4 separate regions of the Mus musculus genome follow, and regions 1, 3 and 4 are each linked to region 2. The links are chromatin contacts, called in public Hi-C and HiChIP or PLAC-seq maps. All regions are on one chromosome and are shown on one strand. Each heading gives the region's core, a stretch centred on a gene start, on an enhancer-like site or on the middle of the called end of the contact. The rest is flanking DNA. Distances are from core to core; before and after follow the strand shown.

What was found. Hi-C and Micro-C count contacts between places; a contact is called where the count stands out from the background. HiChIP or PLAC-seq counts read pairs in DNA pulled down with a chosen protein or histone mark.
Region 1: a contact with region 2 is called in a Hi-C map of uterus, with 2.0 times the contacts expected there. The contact joins two enhancer-like sites. A contact is called at or near these places in 3 of 484 Hi-C or Micro-C datasets (nephron progenitors, stem cell-derived neural progenitor cells and uterus) and 2 of 115 datasets of contacts at active chromatin or transcription factors (fibro-adipogenic progenitors and heart atrium).
Region 3: a contact with region 2 is called in an H3K27ac HiChIP or PLAC-seq map of heart atrium, with 9 read pairs. The contact joins the promoter of Rbms3 here to the enhancer-like site in region 2. A contact is called at or near these places in 3 of 484 Hi-C or Micro-C datasets (the N1E-115 cell line, nephron progenitors and uterus), 6 of 115 datasets of contacts at active chromatin or transcription factors (bone marrow-derived macrophages, craniofacial prominence, fibro-adipogenic progenitors and 3 more) and 1 of 9 other capture datasets (adipose tissue).
Region 4: an H3K27ac HiChIP or PLAC-seq map of heart atrium shows a contact between it and region 2, with 8 read pairs. The contact joins two enhancer-like sites. A contact is called at or near these places in 5 of 484 Hi-C or Micro-C datasets (LSK cells, liver, nephron progenitors and 1 more) and 2 of 115 datasets of contacts at active chromatin or transcription factors (heart atrium and pancreatic cancer cells).

The regions. Positions count from the first base shown.
Region 1 is chr9:116,806,457-116,809,156 of GRCm38.p6, reverse strand. The region is part of intron 5 of Rbms3 (RNA binding motif, single stranded interacting protein); the gene reads left to right. Among named protein-coding and RNA genes, the nearest start is that of Gm39449, 280 kb to the right of the region's middle. Within about 2 kb of position 1,271, at least 88 of the 459 cell types and tissues checked have an H3K27ac peak or open chromatin away from gene starts, as enhancers often do. A contact at or near this core is called in uterus, where this site is marked.
Region 2 is chr9:117,030,101-117,032,800 of GRCm38.p6, reverse strand. All of the region lies in intron 3 of Rbms3 (RNA binding motif, single stranded interacting protein), which reads left to right. Among named protein-coding and RNA genes, the nearest start is that of Gm39452, 160 kb to the left of the region's middle. Within about 2 kb of position 1,345, at least 58 of the 459 cell types and tissues checked have an H3K27ac peak or open chromatin away from gene starts, as enhancers often do. A contact at or near this core is called in the N1E-115 cell line, adipose tissue, heart atrium and 2 more, where this site is marked.
Region 3 is chr9:117,251,062-117,253,761 of GRCm38.p6, reverse strand. Rbms3 (RNA binding motif, single stranded interacting protein) reads left to right here and starts at 1,279. Exons shown (of 15, transcript NM_001172123.1): 1 at 1,279-2,035. The coding sequence starts at 1,961. Gm17396 (predicted gene, 17396) reads right to left here and starts at 1,229. Exons shown (of 2, transcript NR_166691.1): 1 at 924-1,229; 2 at 1-417.
Region 4 is chr9:116,871,673-116,874,372 of GRCm38.p6, reverse strand. The region is part of intron 4 of Rbms3 (RNA binding motif, single stranded interacting protein); the gene reads left to right. Among named protein-coding and RNA genes, the nearest start is that of Gm39452, 320 kb to the left of the region's middle. Within about 2 kb of position 1,267, at least 94 of the 459 cell types and tissues checked have an H3K27ac peak or open chromatin away from gene starts, as enhancers often do. A contact at or near this core is called in heart atrium and uterus, where this site is marked.

The sequences.
Region 1 (2,700 bases), core at 22-2,521, 220 kb after region 2:
TGTATGTGTACATGCATATGCTGTGCACATACACACACACACACACACACACACACACACACACACAGAGGCACAAACCTAAAACAGATTTTTTAAAAAGAATATTTTTGGTTCTGTGTTCAATCAGAGATGATGCACCTAACCCTCAAGAGACTGGAGGCCCCAGGGATTTTAGAGGTCAGGTGGGGTGGGGGTGGGGACATACGTCCTCATGGAGACGGGTGGGGAGTGGGGAGGAGGTTCGGGATGTGGAGCAGTCGGAGGGTGAACAGGGGCAGGGGATAAAATCTGGAGTGTAAAAATTAATTAATTAATTAATTAGTTAATTAATTAATTAAAAATTTCCCTTGTCCTGGGGACTCACTATTGCATTCTATGCTGCAATGGGTTAAGAAGCAAATGACGTCATTTAATTTTGAAATGCTAGAAAGAGCACACATTTTAGTCATTAAAATTCCTCTGATAGCTTTGACACTTTGCGTAAATCTTACCAGAAATGAGGATGTTTGGCTCCTAAAGTTGGATGCTCCTCCATGTCACCAATAGTTTATCCAGTGCCTGTGATTGCAAAACACCAAACATTTCACAAGAGCGGAAACCTCTAATTAAGCCTAGCATGTGACAATGGAGTGGATTTGTTTTTAAATCCATGGCTTATAATGCTTAGAGCTTTCAGATCGTGACCTGAGAGGACTCTGTTGAGGTGAGAGTTTAGCTGAACATGGGTTTCCACAAGACTTCCTTCCTCTGTGTGTCAAGCCTGATCCAGAACATTCTACCGGTGCTGGAGCAGGTTCTTGTGTGTTTTAGTTTGACTGTGAATTGTGTGAGCTATAATATCAGTTTCCCTCCTCAGTAGTAGTTGTTGAGAAGAAGAGGAAGAGGAGGAATAAGACTTATGAGGAGGAAGAGAGGGAGGAGGAGGAAGAGAAGGAGGGGAGGTGGGTAGAGAGAAGGAAGAAGAGTTGGAGGGAGAGGCAGCTGTAGCAGCAGCAACAACGGAATCCTTTAGTGTGTTTCAAATGACTGAAGCCAGCAGTTATAAGTCATGAGGCAAGAAAGAAACACACCCTTGAACATGTGTTTACATTCAAACAGCAGACCTAAAAAGCCCCCTGAAGCTTTACCCCATGCCTGGCGCCTCCTAAGAGCGGTTAACGCATTGTCCGATGAAGGGTTGACCCCACCCAGGCGCTGTTCTGCAGGGCACAGAAGGGCTCAGCTACTTTCTAGAAGAATGGAGGCACTGTGCTGAGCCAGGATGGCTGCAAGGGGCCTGTAAAGGCAGCTGCTGCCAGTGGGGACTTGAGAGCACTCCTGTCAGCTTCAAGCCTTGCATGGGCCAGATTTCAGAGAGCTTCAGCTGGCAGCTGCACCGAGCACTTAATTGTGAAACTTGAGAGGAAAATAGGCATGTTCTGGCTAATACGGGTATTCACCTACAGGTCTCACTTTTGTTCCGTTTCCAGAACATTGGCTCTGCCTCTTTGTCAGCTCCTGGAGGCACCGAGCCAGTGTTGCTGGGGCAGCTTTGCAATGATCAGGTGTGGCCCCGTGTATCCAAATGAAATTGTCACTGCTGAGTGATACAATGTACCATGCTTTGATGCTGCAAGCTGACAGTCACAGAAAAGTCGTTCATTGCATTTACTCTCTCAAAGAATCTCTAATGGCTCACAGCAGACATCTACTTAGTTAGATCTGAATGAACCCAAAGCAAGCCATCTCCACGGCTACCTTTGTGTTCCTAGAAAGAGCCCCTCATCAGGCCCGCCACAGCTAGAAAATGGCTTTAAGGAAAGATGATCCTATTTAGAACCCAGAAGGGAGACTTGAAACTTTCAAACCGGAGTAAAAATAGGCTGGCTGTGCACGTGGAGTGGATAGCAGCCCATTTTCTTTTTAGCTTGTTCTGTATTCCCCAAATCAGCAATTGCACATTGCAACCTTCAGCTATGTTTGGTCTTCGTTTAGAATTACATGTCATTTTAGGACAAAGAGAAAGGATTTGATTTGTGGGGGGTTTGCAAGCAGCATTTAGTCTCCTTTGTCTGTTATCTGCGTGAGCTCAGTGAGAGACTTTACAGAGAAGGGACTCTCCAGGCACGAGCCTTCTGTCTTTAACTCCAAGAATGAAATGCCCTTAATATACCGTCTGTGGGAGTTAAGGGCTCCCATTTCCTCTCCCATTCATGTGTCTACCCAGGATGAAGCTTTTCTTCAAAGAGGTAACAGTGAGTAGATCTCATGTGGGAAGATAGGGAAACAGAATTAGAATTGCTTTCTTCCTAGAAATGGAAGTTTAAAAAAAAACAAAACAAAACAAAAAAACCTTATAGAAACAGGAAGCATATAGTTTAAGGGTTCCTCTCATTAAATAATGGATGAAATTTTCTCTTTCTTGCTCTGTATTTATATATTTAAATTTACATATTTATTATATTTAAATTTTCAATTATGGGGTTGGAGGGATGAGTCTGTAATTATGAGCATGTATTGCTCTTCCAGAGAACATGAATTCAGTTCCCAGCAGCCACCTGGGGTGGATCACAGCCACCTGTAACTCCAGCTCTGGGGGAATCTCACTCCTCTTTTTTTGCCTCCACAGGTGCTATTCACACACAACCCCTCCCCCCAATATACACTTAAGTAAAAATATAGTAATGAAGATTGAACATTATGGAGCTGGTGTCGGTAGAG
Region 2 (2,700 bases), core at 96-2,595:
TAGTCATTCATTAAGAGCATGCCTCCACAGACTTGTCTACAGGCCATTTTCTTAACCGAGTTTCCTCTTCTCAGGTAACTTCAGCTCCTGTTGAATTGACAAAGAATGAAAAGAAAAGAACAAACAAACCCTATATTTATATGATATGATACTGGTGGCCACATTGAGAAGAAGAGTAACAAAATGGGGGGTTGACGTTAGGACTTTAAAGCTGAAGGTCCAGTTTGGAAGAACAGAAGTGTAACTGCTCTTGCAGTCTAAGGGATTTCGGGTCTCTCTGCTGGTACCGGGCTCTGTAGTTTGGAAGCAGAAGTTGGAAAGTGAATGGCAAACTTTCCTGATGATGTATGCTTTAAATTTGCATGTGATTGCGTTTCTTGTGGTACTAATATTTTCTCCCTTTCTCGTTATTTTTGACACTTTCAGTGGAAGCCCCTCTCCTTTACTGACTCTTAACTACCAATTTTAATGTCCTAAAGTCTGAATCTCAGCTAACAACAACAAAGTAGACAAAGTCAATAAATTGGGAAAGTCAACCCGTGCAAACCTTGCCTTATCTCTGAGCACATAATTAGGATTAGTTAGCACATGAAAGACTGGGAGCCAGCGCGTATGTTTTGCTGGTAAGCAAATAAATGTCACTGTCTCTAAGTTTTGAATTTGAGACTTTGGAAAGAAGTTAAAATTGCAGTTTATTCCTCGGCTACAGTCTGCAGTGAATCCAGCAAGTGGATCCTGAGCCACCTGACATGACAATTTGAGTCAAATTATTATGTAGAGTCCACAAAGAGTGTTAGACACTTTGAGTTTCATAATTGCAGACTAAGACTGTCCATGAACATTCCTGGAAGAAACAACTTACGTAGACTTCAGACTTCCAGGTCTGACATCAGGCTGTGCCTGTAATTCCATTTATACAGTTTCCAGTTGCTGGTCAGTCCATCCCACTCATGATTTCCTTTCCCACCAGGAAACAGACACAAAAGACTGGAAATTTAACACCAAGGACTCTTCAAGAAAAATAAGCCAAATGACCCAAAAGATCAATGGTGGTTGAGCTGCTCCTGGTAGATCAGTCTTAGGGCAAAGGTTATATAATATTCCTGGTTTGGTGGCAGGGGCATGAGACTGTACATACCCTCGTGCACCTTTGATATTTAAAATGCATCCATCCAAACAAATGGTCTTCCAACAGTCTATCTGCTCTTCATACCCTAGCAAGCCTTCCAGCGGCCCACGGCTGGAGGATATATTTGGAAAGAGTGCTTTTCTACCCTTAGCTCATCCAGGTAACTGGTCCAGAGCAGCCAGGCTCCCTCCCGAGATGTAAATAGCTATTACACGTTGGCGCTGTGTGTCATAAACCGGCTCTGTTATTTCCAGTAAGACTCCTTAGCTGCAGTTCCAAAGAATTGATTACGCAGGTCTCTCTCCTGAACACATCCCTTCCCCACTGACATTTACACTGGTCGAGGGTTTTTATGTAACTCGTTACAGCATCGTCTGAACCTTTAAAAATGGTGTTAGTCTTTCTAGAACCCTCTGGCCCAGGAGAAGCCGTTTATTGCACTTAAATGCTTAGAGTGGGACCCTGAACTTCTCTGATTGGAAAGCCTTTCAAGGAACTGATCTTGTTATTTTCCCAAGCTGGGCTGCAAGGAGCAAACGCAGATATCAGTGACCAAAAGGCCCCCTGCCTTCAAAATGCTGAGAAGCAAGGAAATGATCCCAGCGTTTAAAGCTTTCTAGTTTCCGCCTCTGTGACCCTTATCTGGACAGCTGTGAGGAACCTTGCCAACTGGCTCCCGCCCAGACTTTATGGGATCGCAGTGGAGGAAACGGTCTGGTCAGAAGAAACATTGTACAAATTGTTTCTAGTTTCAAAAACCTGTCTTTTGACAAAGCCATGATTTCCAGCCATGCTTTATTTTCATCTCCCTTCCCCAGCCCCAAGGGTGACTAGCTGTTACCCTACCAAGATTTTTTTTTCTCTTCTTTCGTAACTTCTGTGATTTTTTTTTTTCCATTTTGTTTTTGTTTTTCCAGTCTCTTTTGGGAGGGGTGTGTGAAAAAGCATGTGACCAGGGAACTTCTCTTTGAGAGATACTATATATTTTAAGAATTTCTGTTGCCTTCAGTTTGAATAAAATATCACTGAAGTGATCTTATAAAATGCACTTTTCCCTGCTGTCCCTCATTTCATTCTGTATTTTCTTCCTGGCCTGGCTTTTTCTACATTCCCAGTGGCCATAAAATGCTGGATGTCATCTCAAAATTGAATGCCCATAACTACTGTTGACACTGTCATATATGCTGTAGAAATGGTGTTCAGCTCTGTGTAGAACACTCTAGGCCTTTAGCTTTAGCCCTAGCCAAGAGCTTCAGTTTAAACAAGCTCAGGGGGTGTTAACTTTGTAACCAAAAACTAACAAGAAGCGCTGGAAAGAAAGTGGGTAGAGCTGGGAAGAGGGGAGAAGAAGGGAGAGCAGGGAGGGAAGGGGAGGATTCATTCATTTTGCCTTGCAGATTGACAATACATTTATCTTCTTGGCAGAGAAGGTATTGTGGCTCACGCTGTCCTCCACTGTGATGGCAGGGCTGAGGCAGCTGTCTCACATCTGGGCAGATCTAGAAGCAGTGCAAACTGGAAAATAGCTAAGGTCCATCTCCATTGACTCATTTCTCCCAACCTGGTTTCAC
Region 3 (2,700 bases), core at 30-2,529, 220 kb before region 2:
GCACAGGAGCCTAGGTTGTTACCCCATGAGTGGCAGGCGGGACTTAAAGCAGAGGTGGCATCCTGTGTATTGCAGTTTCAATTCTCCCTCCATGTGAGGAAACTGCCTTTGTACCTGGAGTCTTTTATCTGAAAGGACGGCTGGAGTGTTCGGCAGACTTGGGGGAGTGGAGAGGCACAGAGGCTGGCTGCCCACGCTCCGGGCATGCGTGAGCACTCCCAGCAAAACACAGCTGGCACAGCTAATTTTAGCCTCACCGCCGCCTTGCAGAGAAACCCTTTAAGGAGATCTATCTTCTCTGAAACAATCTGTATTATAATGTAGCAGCTGATCGACGTGTCGGAATATTATTACTGGTGGGGGGAAAAACTCTGACAAGTAATTATGAGTTTTTGTTCAATTTTTTTGTGTGCAATACTTACAGAGCCACGAAAGCATTAAGAAAGAGCAAGTAAGAGAAGGAGAGAGAGAGAGAGAGAGAGAGAGAGAGAGAGAGAGAGAGAGAGAGGTTATTTTATTCTCCAATAAGCGAATAAATGTAAAGATCACTTTGATTTCGTTTTTAAGAGATGGATAAAGCCACAACACAATTATTTGTGATAGTTAAGGCAACCCCCTTGTTGAGATGGGGCTTGGCTTCCCCACAGAGGTACCCAGCTGAGAATCCCCACTTTTTCTCCTCTCTTGAGCATCCCCCAAAACATTGGTTTCATCTTCAGGTCCTCGGTTCATCTGGCTTTTAATGTGTTAACAGATTTTGAAAAAGCCTTGAATACACTTTTCTCCCTACTTAACTAGAAAGGTTGGCATGTGTGTGTAAATACACACACACACACACACACACACACACACACACACTTCTCCTTCCCTCATGCTCCCCTCGCAGGGCAGGGTCTGTTTTGTTCATCAATGCCATGCCTCACCTCTGGGAACTTGGCGATTGAAGAGGAGAAGCAGCTTGGGAGCTTGGGAGCCCTGGTCGGAGCAGGGCAGGGAGGCTGGGCCATGCCCCACCCAGGCACTTCACAGAGAAGCTGGGGTTCGGTTCCACCCGCGGCTCGGCTGCAGACGCTGCTCACTGTGCTATTCCAGATAGCTAGCAGAGGGGTGGCAGCAGCCTCTTTCTTTCTTTTTCTTCTTCTTTTTCATCTTCTTTTTCCCCCCTTGGAGGAAATACTGCAGCCTTCTGGACTGCGTGCCCGGCTCCCTGGAGAGGCTCTCTCAGTTCCACCCACTGGCTGGAAGGAGGGGAAGTGAGTGAGAGGGGCAAGGCCAGCTGGAACACACCATGTCACTCTGGGAACCAGACAGCAGCAACTAAGCCTGCACGGGTTTCTTTTTCTTTTCTTTCTTTTTTCTTTTTTCTTTTTCTTTTTTTCCCGGTTTTTTTTCCTTTCCGTTCTTTTTCTTTTTGTCCGTTGTTTCTTTTCCTTTTTTCTTCTTTTTATTAAAATTTCCTTTTTCCGCGGTGGGAAAGAGACACGGGAGAGAACGAAAGCTGTACTGCAAGGATTCCGAGTTGTGCTAAAGGATCTATTTCTTTTTTTCTCCTCCTTCGCCTTTACAAGCGCCTGCGATTGACACCACTAGAGACAGGCTGGTCACAGAGCAAACTGCTTCATCCGGACTGGACCGGGCAGCTGGGAGGAACCAGGCAGGCAAGAACTGGGGAAGCAGTCTGGGGGTTTCCGCTACAGATCTCAACCCCCATCTGTTTTTGTTTTTGTTTTCTTTTTCTTTTTCTCTTTTCTTTTTGGTTCTTTTGTTTTGCTTTGCTTTGGTTTTTTGGGTTGTTTTAAATTCCTCACGGTGTTGGAACTAGTGAGGCTGGAGTCTGAGAAGCCTCAGCAGTCACGCAGACTGCCAGGGACAGTGGATTAAGAGAAAGAAGCTCGCTTGCCTGGGGCATCATACACCCTGTTATTCAGTTTCCTGCCTCGGAGATAAAGATCCCAGCTACATGGGCAAACGCCTGGATCAGCCACAAATGTACCCCCAGTACACGTACTACTGTCCTCAGTACCTCCAAACCAAGGTATGGCTGGACCCGCGGGCTTCAGAAGGCAGCGTGGTGCCTGGCGCTCCTCCGGAGCGTGGCAATCCGACCCTTCCCTCACCCTAGCCCCCATCCCCTCTGCCGACCTCTTTCAAATTACTAACAGTAGGAACGGAGTTAACAAGCCAGAGAAAGAAGGGAGAGGAAGCCCCGGAGTGTAGCTTTCTCTTTAAAGACAGGGGACTTTCAATGGAGTGTTCTTTTGTTATTTAGCTGCAGAAATGCCGGTGAGATGGTTGAAGTCTTTTGCAGGTGAGCAGGGATTTTTAGAAACGAGGTCCCAACAGACGTTCTCAGGGGGCGAGAATATTGTTTTAGGAGCTTTTCTAGCGAGCTGTTCTTTGTGTGTGAATCTCAAAGATTTGGGTACCCCCCTCCCTTTCCCCCTTCCTTACAGAAAACACTCTGGGGTGGGGGCCACTTAAACTTTTCATGGCCTAGTGAAAGAGGAAAGAGGAGCGCCAGGAGGCACCCACCAAAGTCTTTCAGAGTTTGTTGAGCATTTTTTTTTCTTTTTTCTTTTGGTTTGGACTGTATTTTATGTGAAGGTTGACTGAGATGCTTTGGGGGGCTAAAAGAACTAGAGGCTTAGCATCCATAGCTTTTACTTTTAGACTGGCCCCCACCCCCACCCTTCAGTTACC
Region 4 (2,700 bases), core at 18-2,517, 160 kb after region 2:
ACAGAGAGAAAGAGAAAGAAGAAAGGAGAGAAAGGTGGCGAGAGAGGGAGAGCATGGCCTGCTTGCTTCTTTAGGTTGTAAAAGTCTCTGGCCTCTTTCAGTAACCAGCATCTTCAAGGGACATAATGTAGCAGAAATAACACCTGAATGTACAGGGCAGTGGGGAGAGAGAATAGGGAAGCCACTGGCCTATTCTGGTATTCTGAACTTCATGTGGCTATTTGCTTTAAGGCTGATATGCTCCAGGAATGAGTCACCACTCCTATGAAAGTGTCAAATTGTAAATGGCTAGATATTTGGATCACAGCTAATGCAGGGTAACGGAACTCAGTTCAACTTTATTGCTTTTCTCTAAGAGGCCAACCAACAGGTTTGGGGTCGGTCAAGATTATTCCTGGCATGTGGGGGTTGAACAGTGGGGCGAGGAGCTCAGCTTCGCTTTCATCTTTAACTGCCCCACTTCCTTTAGAACCCCTCAGCAGATGGCAAGATAATCTGTCTGGTTCCTTGTAGCGTCTTGTGATCTCTCCCTAAGTGTGAGCCGGCCGGCTCCAGATCCTGTTCAAAGACTCAACTTTCAAAGCAAATATACACACAAGGCAGGGGTATTTTCGAAAACAAAGGTTATCATGTTTCCCCGAGGGGGACAGAAGAGCACGGGGAATGCTGGGAATAGAGTAAGTTCAGTTCACATGGCAGGATCCCTTAAAGATTGCATCCTGGAAAATGTATGACCAAACTGAACAGCAGCCAAGGGGAATAAGTGGGGTGGAGAAGAGAGAAACTCAGATGAAAGCCAGGAGAAAGGAAATGTTTCAGCAGAGGCTGAAGGTTCAAGGGATGTGTCCAGAGGCAGGATTCTGTGTCAACTGCTGACTGAACCAAACTTGTGCAGTAAGGACACACACACACACACACACACACACGCACACACGCACGCACGCACGCACGCACGCACGCACGCACGCACGCACGCATGCACGCGCGCACATACACACAGACATGCACGCATAGAAGCATGCCCCACCCTTGGAGGGAGAGAATGTCGTATTTCATCTCTTGCTGTGGAATGTAGCGGCTGATAAAACAGCAGACAATATTTCTGAGAACAGAGACAGCCTGTCTGAACCCAGCTCAACTTCTCCTTCTTATCACTTTGTGAAAACATGCTATCTTCAAGAGCCAAATTAGCTTTTCATGATACGGCTTCTTGGCAGCTCACACTGAGCGTCGGAGGGTTGAATGGGAATGACTAAGCGGTTTCATGAGCCAACTTCTTCCCAGATCTACTGCCTTGATGGGTTTGGTGTCAGTCAGACATGTAGGACCTTTGTTCCTTCAGAGACGACGAGATCTCTAGAAAAGTTAATTTTATTCTGAGAAAGACATGAGCAGGGGAGTCACAAAATGGGCCACAGGGTACTCTGTGGTGAGGAACTAGTTGACTATGCACACATGAGTGTTCTTCATTTTCTGTTTAGAATATTCCAGATTAGGATATATTTAGTGCAATCAGGATGAAGTCAGGAGTTAAAGAAAGTAAAGCTTGTCTCAGATGTTAGAAAGAATATTCAAATTTTATTTTTATGATTTTTTTCTACTACCACTAAGTTTCTCTCTCTCTCTCTCTCTCTCTCTCTCTCTCTCTCTCTCTCTGTGTGTGTGTGTGTGTGTGTGTGTGTGTGTGTGAGAGAGAGAGAGACAGACAGACAGACAGACAGACAGATAGACAGACAGACATGTGGAGGTCAGAGGACAATCGGCAGCATTTAGTCCTCTCCTTTTATCACATGGATTCTGCTCCTGAACTCAGGTCCTCTGACCGGGTGCCACGAGCCTTCCCTGCTGAAACAGCTCACTTGTCCTTCCTGGCGCATTTCTATCTGGGTAGGGAGTTGTCCTCACAGAGCTACAGGATGCTTAGATTTTCGTGGAAGCTTTGTTTCATTCATCAGTTTTCTGTTAGATAGAAATAAAAGGTTGTCAAAGATCACAACCAAAATATAAACTGCCAACGTCTAATGTTTGTGATTTACGGCGTGAATGAAGAGGGTGTCTGACAGCGGCCTCATTCACCGATACCCTCTTCCTTGTGAGCTCTGCAGAGTCTGAAATGAGGATTCTTGCTCCCAATGTTTCCTGACTAGTGAAACACTCTTCAGTTAATGGAGCCCTACTCTTTTATTTTGTTTTCTTATCGTTTTAATTCCTGTATGGTGTATGTGCTATGTGTGCACACATGTATGTGTGTGCACACAACTCTTCTAGCTTTCAGTGGTAATTTTTAATCAATATTTGTATACAGATAACTGTACTACTTTCAATATGGCACACCCCAACTTAATATATTTAAGGTGAAGCTTAGGTTGCCATTTAATCTCTATTAAATATCCCTCCCCCCCCCCAAACAATGAAGTCCATTTTCTCTTCCAGAAGGAGAGTCTCGGTCCCTGTCATTTCCCATCACAAACAGTTATGATAAAAACGTCCTGCCAAAACAACTTAATAGAGAAAGGCTTTATTTACACTGACAGCCCATCAAGGCAGGGAAATCAAGGTGTCAGGAGACAGAAGCAGCTGCTCTCATCACACGCACGGTCAGGAGGCAGAGAGTGATGCAGGCTGCTGCTGACTCCCTTCCTCTCTTGCATAGTCCAGGATCCCAGCCAGGGGATGGTGTCGCCCACAGTGGGCAGAGCT